Linked DNA regions of Anser cygnoides: region 1 is linked to region 2. A link is a contact called in public Hi-C data. All regions are on one chromosome and are shown on one strand. Each heading gives the region's core, a stretch centred on a gene start, on an enhancer-like site or on the middle of the called end of the contact. The rest is flanking DNA. Distances are from core to core; before and after follow the strand shown.

What was found. A called contact is a pair of places that touch in the nucleus more often than the background predicts.
Region 1: a Hi-C map of granulosa cells shows a contact between it and region 2, with 1.5 times the contacts expected there. The contact joins the promoter of SDCBP here to the enhancer-like site in region 2. A contact is called at or near these places in 2 of 7 Hi-C or Micro-C datasets (granulosa cells and liver).

Annotation. Positions count from the first base shown.
Region 1 is chr2:123,892,602-123,896,036 of Taihu_goose_T2T_genome, reverse strand. It overlaps SDCBP (syndecan binding protein), which reads right to left and starts at 1,498. Exons shown (of 9, transcript XM_048072393.2): 1 at 1,345-1,498.
Region 2 is chr2:123,683,642-123,686,939 of Taihu_goose_T2T_genome, reverse strand. The region is part of intron 2 of FAM110B (family with sequence similarity 110 member B); the gene reads right to left. Among named protein-coding and RNA genes, the nearest start is that of FAM110B, 41 kb to the right of the region's middle. Within about 2 kb of position 1,814, at least 1 of the 3 cell types and tissues checked has open chromatin away from gene starts, as enhancers often do.

The DNA of each region.
Region 1 (3,435 bases), core at 249-2,748, 210 kb before region 2:
AGGATCTGGGGAGTGGTAACCACAAAGCGGAGAGGAAGGGAGGTGGGCGACTCCCCAGTCTACACCGACACCGAACTATTTGCCCTGATTGTTTACAGGCTCCTACATCCTGTGGAGGACACACATAGTAGTAACCTGAAGCTTCCAGGAAAGCAGAAATGAAAGCAAAAGGAGAAAGTGCCAGTTTCCGAGTACCCTCAAGCTCAGAAACCCAGCTGCCAGCCCCGCCAGCAGGTTGTCTCACCAAGAGGATCCTATTTACCAAGGGAAGTGCCTGACCACTGGGCAGAGACCATAGACACAGGCAGCACTCGTGACAATCTTGGGCTATCAGCAGGAAGTTTTGTATGTAGGAGCTGGCTCTTACTACACACAGTGGTTCGACTGGAAGATGACGGGCTTCCCGACATTGGTTGGGTCGGAAACAACAGAGCTGGATGTAGGCTAAGAGCCAACCGAAGTCTGACCTGTCCGTGGCAACTGCTGTCTCTGAAAGTGGCAGCAGACGGTATTTGGAGGGGGTAAAAGGGAAGGAATAAAAGCATTTTATACCTGTAGAGAGATTATACCAGGCCACAAAACCAGCATCTACGGTATTGGTTTTGGCTTCCCGAACAGCTAGAAAGCCATGAGATGAAGTTTTGTCTTTAAAGGACAAAACCTCCCGAAGGTCGAGCTGAGACAGCACGAACACAGGAACTGTTTTGCAAGAGGTGTCCTCCAATAAAAGAGGAAAAAAAAAAAAAGTGTTTTTTTTCTGATACTATCTAATCGGCCTCTGAGCATTCGCTCTTGCTATGCACTTTGCTCAGAAATCTGCTGCCTCCATTTCAGACCTGAAGAAGGGCTCACTCGCCCCAAAAGGCACAACACACCCACACCAGCTCTGCAACATTATGCAGCCCTAAAAAGAAGGCCCTAAAAAGCCCTAAAACCCTAAAAAGAAGGCAGTACAGACCCCAAACCCCCTCTCCCCCAATCCCAAAACACTGAGAGGACGCCAGCGCACACAGACTTTATTTATTCGCGCTTTTCCTTCCACGGCGACCAGCGGAGCCCGGTGCGGGAGGCAGCCCCGGGAGGGAGGGAGGGAGGGACGGAGCCGGCCGCCCCCCGGCACCGGGCGCGCCGCGGCCCCACGAAATGGCTGCTCGGCGGCTCCTCCGCGCCGGGCACGGAGCGACGGCCGCGCAGCCTCTGCGGGCGAAGCCCTTCCTTCCCTCCTTCCCCCGATACCGCCGCGCCCCTTCCCCCTCTTCCTCCCCCCTTACGCTCCCCACAAGCCGCCCCGTGCCCAAGTACAAAGAGGAGCGAAGACCCCCGACCCCCCCCCCCCCCCCCTACCTCCGGCCCGGGCGGCTGCCCTCGGTCGCGGCCCTCAGCGCAGGGACGAGCGGCGGCACCAGCGGCTCCGGCAGCTCCCGGCGGCGCCGCTATGAGGGGAGCGGGGGCGGCGGCGAAGCTGGCCCGGCCCCGCGCATGCTCCGGCGGCGGAGAGAAGGGGCCGGGCCCCGGCCGCCGGGCGGCGGTGGTGGCCGGAGGGGGGGAGCCCGGGGCTGGGGGTGGCCCGGCCCCCCACGGGGAAGGGGTCCCGGCCATCGGTGCTTTGCCCTTGTCCCTCGTTACATGCGGTGCCTTGCCCGCGGCGTGTTGCACATCTTACTGCCTTCTCATCGCTTGGTTGCCTTGAGGAAAGGCTCGTTTTCGTTTTATATCCATTGTCCTTTTTAAAATCAAATTCTTCCTGCTGCGTCGTTTCGGTTACTGATTTATTTATTTTTAATCTCGTCTTGTTTTCCCTTCCCTCGTCATGCATTCGTAAGTCCTGACGTCGCAGAGCCTGCCGTGACCACATCACCTGGCCTGCGGCTCACCGCCCAACGCAGGGCTTCCCACAGCTCGGCTGGAGAAACTCCCCTAGAGAAACCATCACGTAAAGAACACCCAACACAGAGAAATTTTATACGGCTTTTATACTTAATTATCATAATTCTTACGCATTTGCCATGCTTCTAGTATTAACTTGGCTACTGTCAATTCTCAGTCTTTAAAATCTTTCTTCACTGGACTGCCCGATGGTGAAGTTTGTTCACCATACAGTTAGTTAAATATGCTGAGTGCCCTAAAGCTTCCCTTAAACTAAATAAACTTGAGCATTCAACAATGTTGTTTAACAGCTCACCAGCCCCAAGGGAGATCTGTTCCCACCTCCAGTCCCTTTCTCCTGCCCTGTAGTTGCTGGCTGGTCCTCAGCCAGTCCCAGCAATTGTCAGGCTCTTCTGTGGGACACTTTAAACTCACTGCTCCAGCACAACGCTAATCCACCCAAAAAAAAAAAAAAATAATATTTTTCTGCTGGGCTGGTGTGCTAAACTAGCAACAACAGGATTTCGTGAGCACCAGCGCCAGCCAGAGCAAGGGAAGGGAGGGTGTGGCTAGGAACAGGGGAAAGGAGGAGGAGGAAGAAATGGGATTGAGAGGGAAGGGATTCCCTTCCTTCTGGCACTAACAGGCTATTTCGTCATTTGACCTACCTGTGCAATTAAAACCTTAATTAACGCTAAACGGAGATTTTTGTTGCAATGTGTGTTTTCCAGTCCTCATAAGTGAAGTGGAAAGTTTACAAGATTTATACCTCAAAAAGGGGTTTAATTCTTCATCCTGCAATGAGCCACATGCAGTGAAGCCCTGTACCCACCCTGGAGAATCCATACCATGGTAGTGCCCTTGTAGCATGGAGATGGCAGATATACCACTGACTGCTGTCCAGGCGATGCAGTTCTGCTGGTTATTGGTTCTGACCATGGAAGGGCAATATTTTGTTTTGGTCCCTTTCATTGCAGAGACACTGTTCTTACCTTGTTACTTGCTGTTTTGGGCATTACTTTATCCCTTGTTGTTATCTTTTGAGACGTCCTGCTATCAAGGTAGCAGTGCTTGTCAGTGGATGTCAGACCTACACTGTCAATGCACATTTACCCTAGAGGCTGCAAAGGACATTCATTCTTTATGATGATGTCCTAGCCCAAACACTCATCTCTGTATAGTCTATTATTTGTTTGATGAACGTTGTGTCCAAGTCCAAGTTACAGGTTGTAGCTTCAGTACCACATCCACCTGGGGGAATGAAAAGCGCTATTTGCAAAAATTAATCTCATCTTCATCTCCAAACGCATCATGAAACACAACTCCATTAAAGATTCTGAAGAACAGTATGAAGATGCTTAAGATGTTCTTGCTTAAGAACAGGTTTTTGAACAGAGAAAGATTAACCTTGTTATAATGAAAGGCTTTCTCAAAATTATTGCTCATTTAAATATAGGAACAAAATGTAGTAAAATAGAAAAATAACAATTTGAAAATATCTATGCCTAATCTGTGCAACCAGTGCAGTTTAACATGTCTCAGGGTCTTTATGCTTTGAACCTGTAGACC
Region 2 (3,298 bases), core at 565-3,064:
CGTATTTGCTAGCTGTACTTCTAGCAGTGTGGATGTAGCTTTTTTTTTTTCCTTCTCCTCTTTACACAGATAAACAGTTTTAATTCTCATAGTCTTCAAGGCAGCCAGATGGAAAAACAGTATTGATTTCTTGTCTGAACCCCTGCAAGCCAGCACTTGGATCTAATGAGCTAAAAAGGCAGACATCCCGACCCATGGTTAAGTACTGCCGTCTGTAGCACACAGCATTTCCTCAACGAACAAGGAAAGTAGTTAAGGCTGGGGTCTGGAAATCTCTGATCTATCTTTTACGAACTAAAACCATGTTCTTAAATTAACTGGTTCCCATTTTCTCTGGGAGTTTCACTTGCATCACTTCATTGTGCATTTCTTAGGGTTCAGACAGCCTGAATCAAACCCCCCTGGGACCATCATCTTGGCAATGCCCAACCAGCAGAACGAAGGTACCACTGGAGCTAGCCCGTATCAGGGACACCACAACCAGGGCAGAGCCCACAGCAAGTAGCAGAAGGAAGGCACCTCTTTTTAAGAAAAGTATCACCTCCAACTTGAAAGTGTTGCCTGCTGGCAGGTGGGGTTATGTACCTTGCGTTTAAAGGTACTGTGAAAGAAGCTAGAGGACCTGTTCTCCACATCCCCTGACCATCAGCAGAAAGAGCCTTTGAAGAGCCTGAAGCGGTTGTACTCATGAGAACACTTGGGAACGCTTCCCAGGTTGTTTGGGGTTTTTGATTTTCTAAACACTGACGAAACTCACTGTAGCTTCCAACTGAGAAAATTAAGATAGAAACAAGGATAAGAAGCTAGAACAAAGCTAAATATAGGTATAGTTACCTGATGCTTTAGATAACTGGTGAGTCATTCAAGTACTTGCACTAGAATTAAAGCATTTGAAAATTAAAGGGTGCTGGTGCTCAATCTATAGAAGAATGGAAAGCTATATTACATGCATAGCCAGGCTTCACCTTACAGGCCTTAGTGCTTCTCAAGATTACCCGTATTTTATGCTACAAGACAAATCCATTTTGTTCTTTACACAAAGTTCTTTAACACAAGGAGTACCATTAATTTGAAGAGACTCAAAATATTAAGCTAACGAGATATGAAGTAATCATCATCCAGGACTCTATATAAACACTTTCTTCTGCTTCCCTTAACACTGAAATTTAAAACCTTGCCTGTGACTAAAGTAGGTGAGTAAGAGAACTAACTTGGCAAAGATCATAAGCAATCATTCAAGAAAAATGTGATCTAATACTTGTAATTTGAAATTATCTTGCAATCTGACTTACAAAATAAAGAAAACAAAAATATCATTCAGATGAGTCAACATTTTCATTACAGGCTGCCTATCATAGTGAAAACTCAAGTGAACGAGCATTGCAAAAGAACGTGTTCTTATAGAAATGGGTTATCAAGATGTAACTTGAAACAGTCACAAATTAAGCATGGGGTATATAGGTTTATCCATTCCTTTGAACCTATCTGGTCTTATTAGTAGAACACCGAGGAGAAAGACAATGTAAATATTAGAAAGCTCAACAGAGGACAAAACCCCTGCAGGAATAATCCACAGGTAACAGAAAACTTCATCTAGAATTGATGTGAATATATCAAGCTTGGATATGAGAATAATTAAGTTTTAATGCCAAGCAATTCTGGGCAGAGATAACTTAAATCACACTGAAGTGACTGAATAGTTTTTGGCTGAGGTCACTTATCTAAGGCTTGCTCTCTGCTTAAACAGTTCACCAGAGTGCTTCTTATCACATACTGTTCGTGTGACACATGAGAAAATACTTTCACTCCTCTGGAGGCTTACAGCACCTAATCTAATATAAGTTACAAATTGTGGCTGCGGCAGGCAGCAGCACTAAGAGAGAGTGAGTCATTTTTTATTTTTTTTTTATTTTTAAGCACTATTAAACAGATCTATGCATAAACACGTCTCTTCCTTGAAAACACCTTATAGATCAGAAAATTATTTTGAAGATGTTGGCATGTACAAACCAGGGAAGGCTGATTTAGGTGGCAGATTATGCATTTATCTAGCATAAGCATTTATGCTTATTAAGTCCATTAAGAACCCTGTTATTAAGGAGTTTATTAACTGCTAGGATAACAAGCTCTTCTAATGCAACGGCAGGAGGACTCGGGGACAATGATGAAAAATGAAGTCAACTACCACTGAGTTCAATGAAAAAATGATTTTCTATTCTTTGCATGCTACAGAATTCATACAAATCAGACAGCCTGGTACTAGGTTCTTGGGAAAAAAATAAGCAGGGTTTATTTTCATTCAACACAACGTCTAAGAAACTCCAAAAAAATCAAAACAATTAAAAATATACCAAGATGAAGCAAACTATTTCAACAGGCCTGAGTGGAAACATTTTGTCTTATCACACAGCAGGTAATTCTGGATGACTTACCATGATAAGCACCATGACATCAGCAGCCCTACAGAAGAATAAGGCCTATCTCGACAAGCTACGTTCGGTGGAATAATGCTACTTCTGGCAAGCTGGGCAACAGCCCCAGAACTGGCAACCACGGTTGTAAAATTGCAGTAAGTCCACTTAAGACTCCCTATGTAACATGTATGGAGAGCTTTCCTCCTCCATGAGGAGCTCCTTCCAGAGCAGAGAACGAGGAACCCCAGCTTTCTGAGCAGCTCAATGCCCCATATTGATACAGGTCAGCACTAACCAGGGCTAAGTGAAAAATCCACAGCAGGCATTTAATGCTTGAGATTAGCACACAATTGATTAACGTGACCTACTGGCCCCATTTTTGTTTGTTTGTGGTTTTTTGGTTTTTACATCAAGTCCATTATGCGACTAAGTCTGGTAGATGCAATAGTAGGGTTATGCCACCTAATGCCTTAAATCCGTAAACTTTCCCACTCTGGCATAGCCCCCAAAAGATTATGGTTTTAAAAAAAAATATTTGATTCACCACAGAAGTTAAATTCCTTTACAATGGAGATAACATTCACTGTGTTCAAAAAAAGAGAGGGAGAGGAAGCTAATTAGTCCTCCTTTTAAAATTCTCACAAACTCCAGAATTTTATTTTGTTTATTGCTCTTTCAGGGAAGTAATAAAATCATATACCTAGTATTTTAATATTGTGTTTCTGCAACCATTGTAACTGACAAGTTTCATCATCTCCGAAAATGTATCCACTAAGGAAACAACATGAACTTCTGGTTAGCTTGTTCATTTACTAGGGGAGTGCCATGGGTGGAAGATTTGTGCATCTCTTATGACAATAAATACTACAATAGTCAAGCTGAAG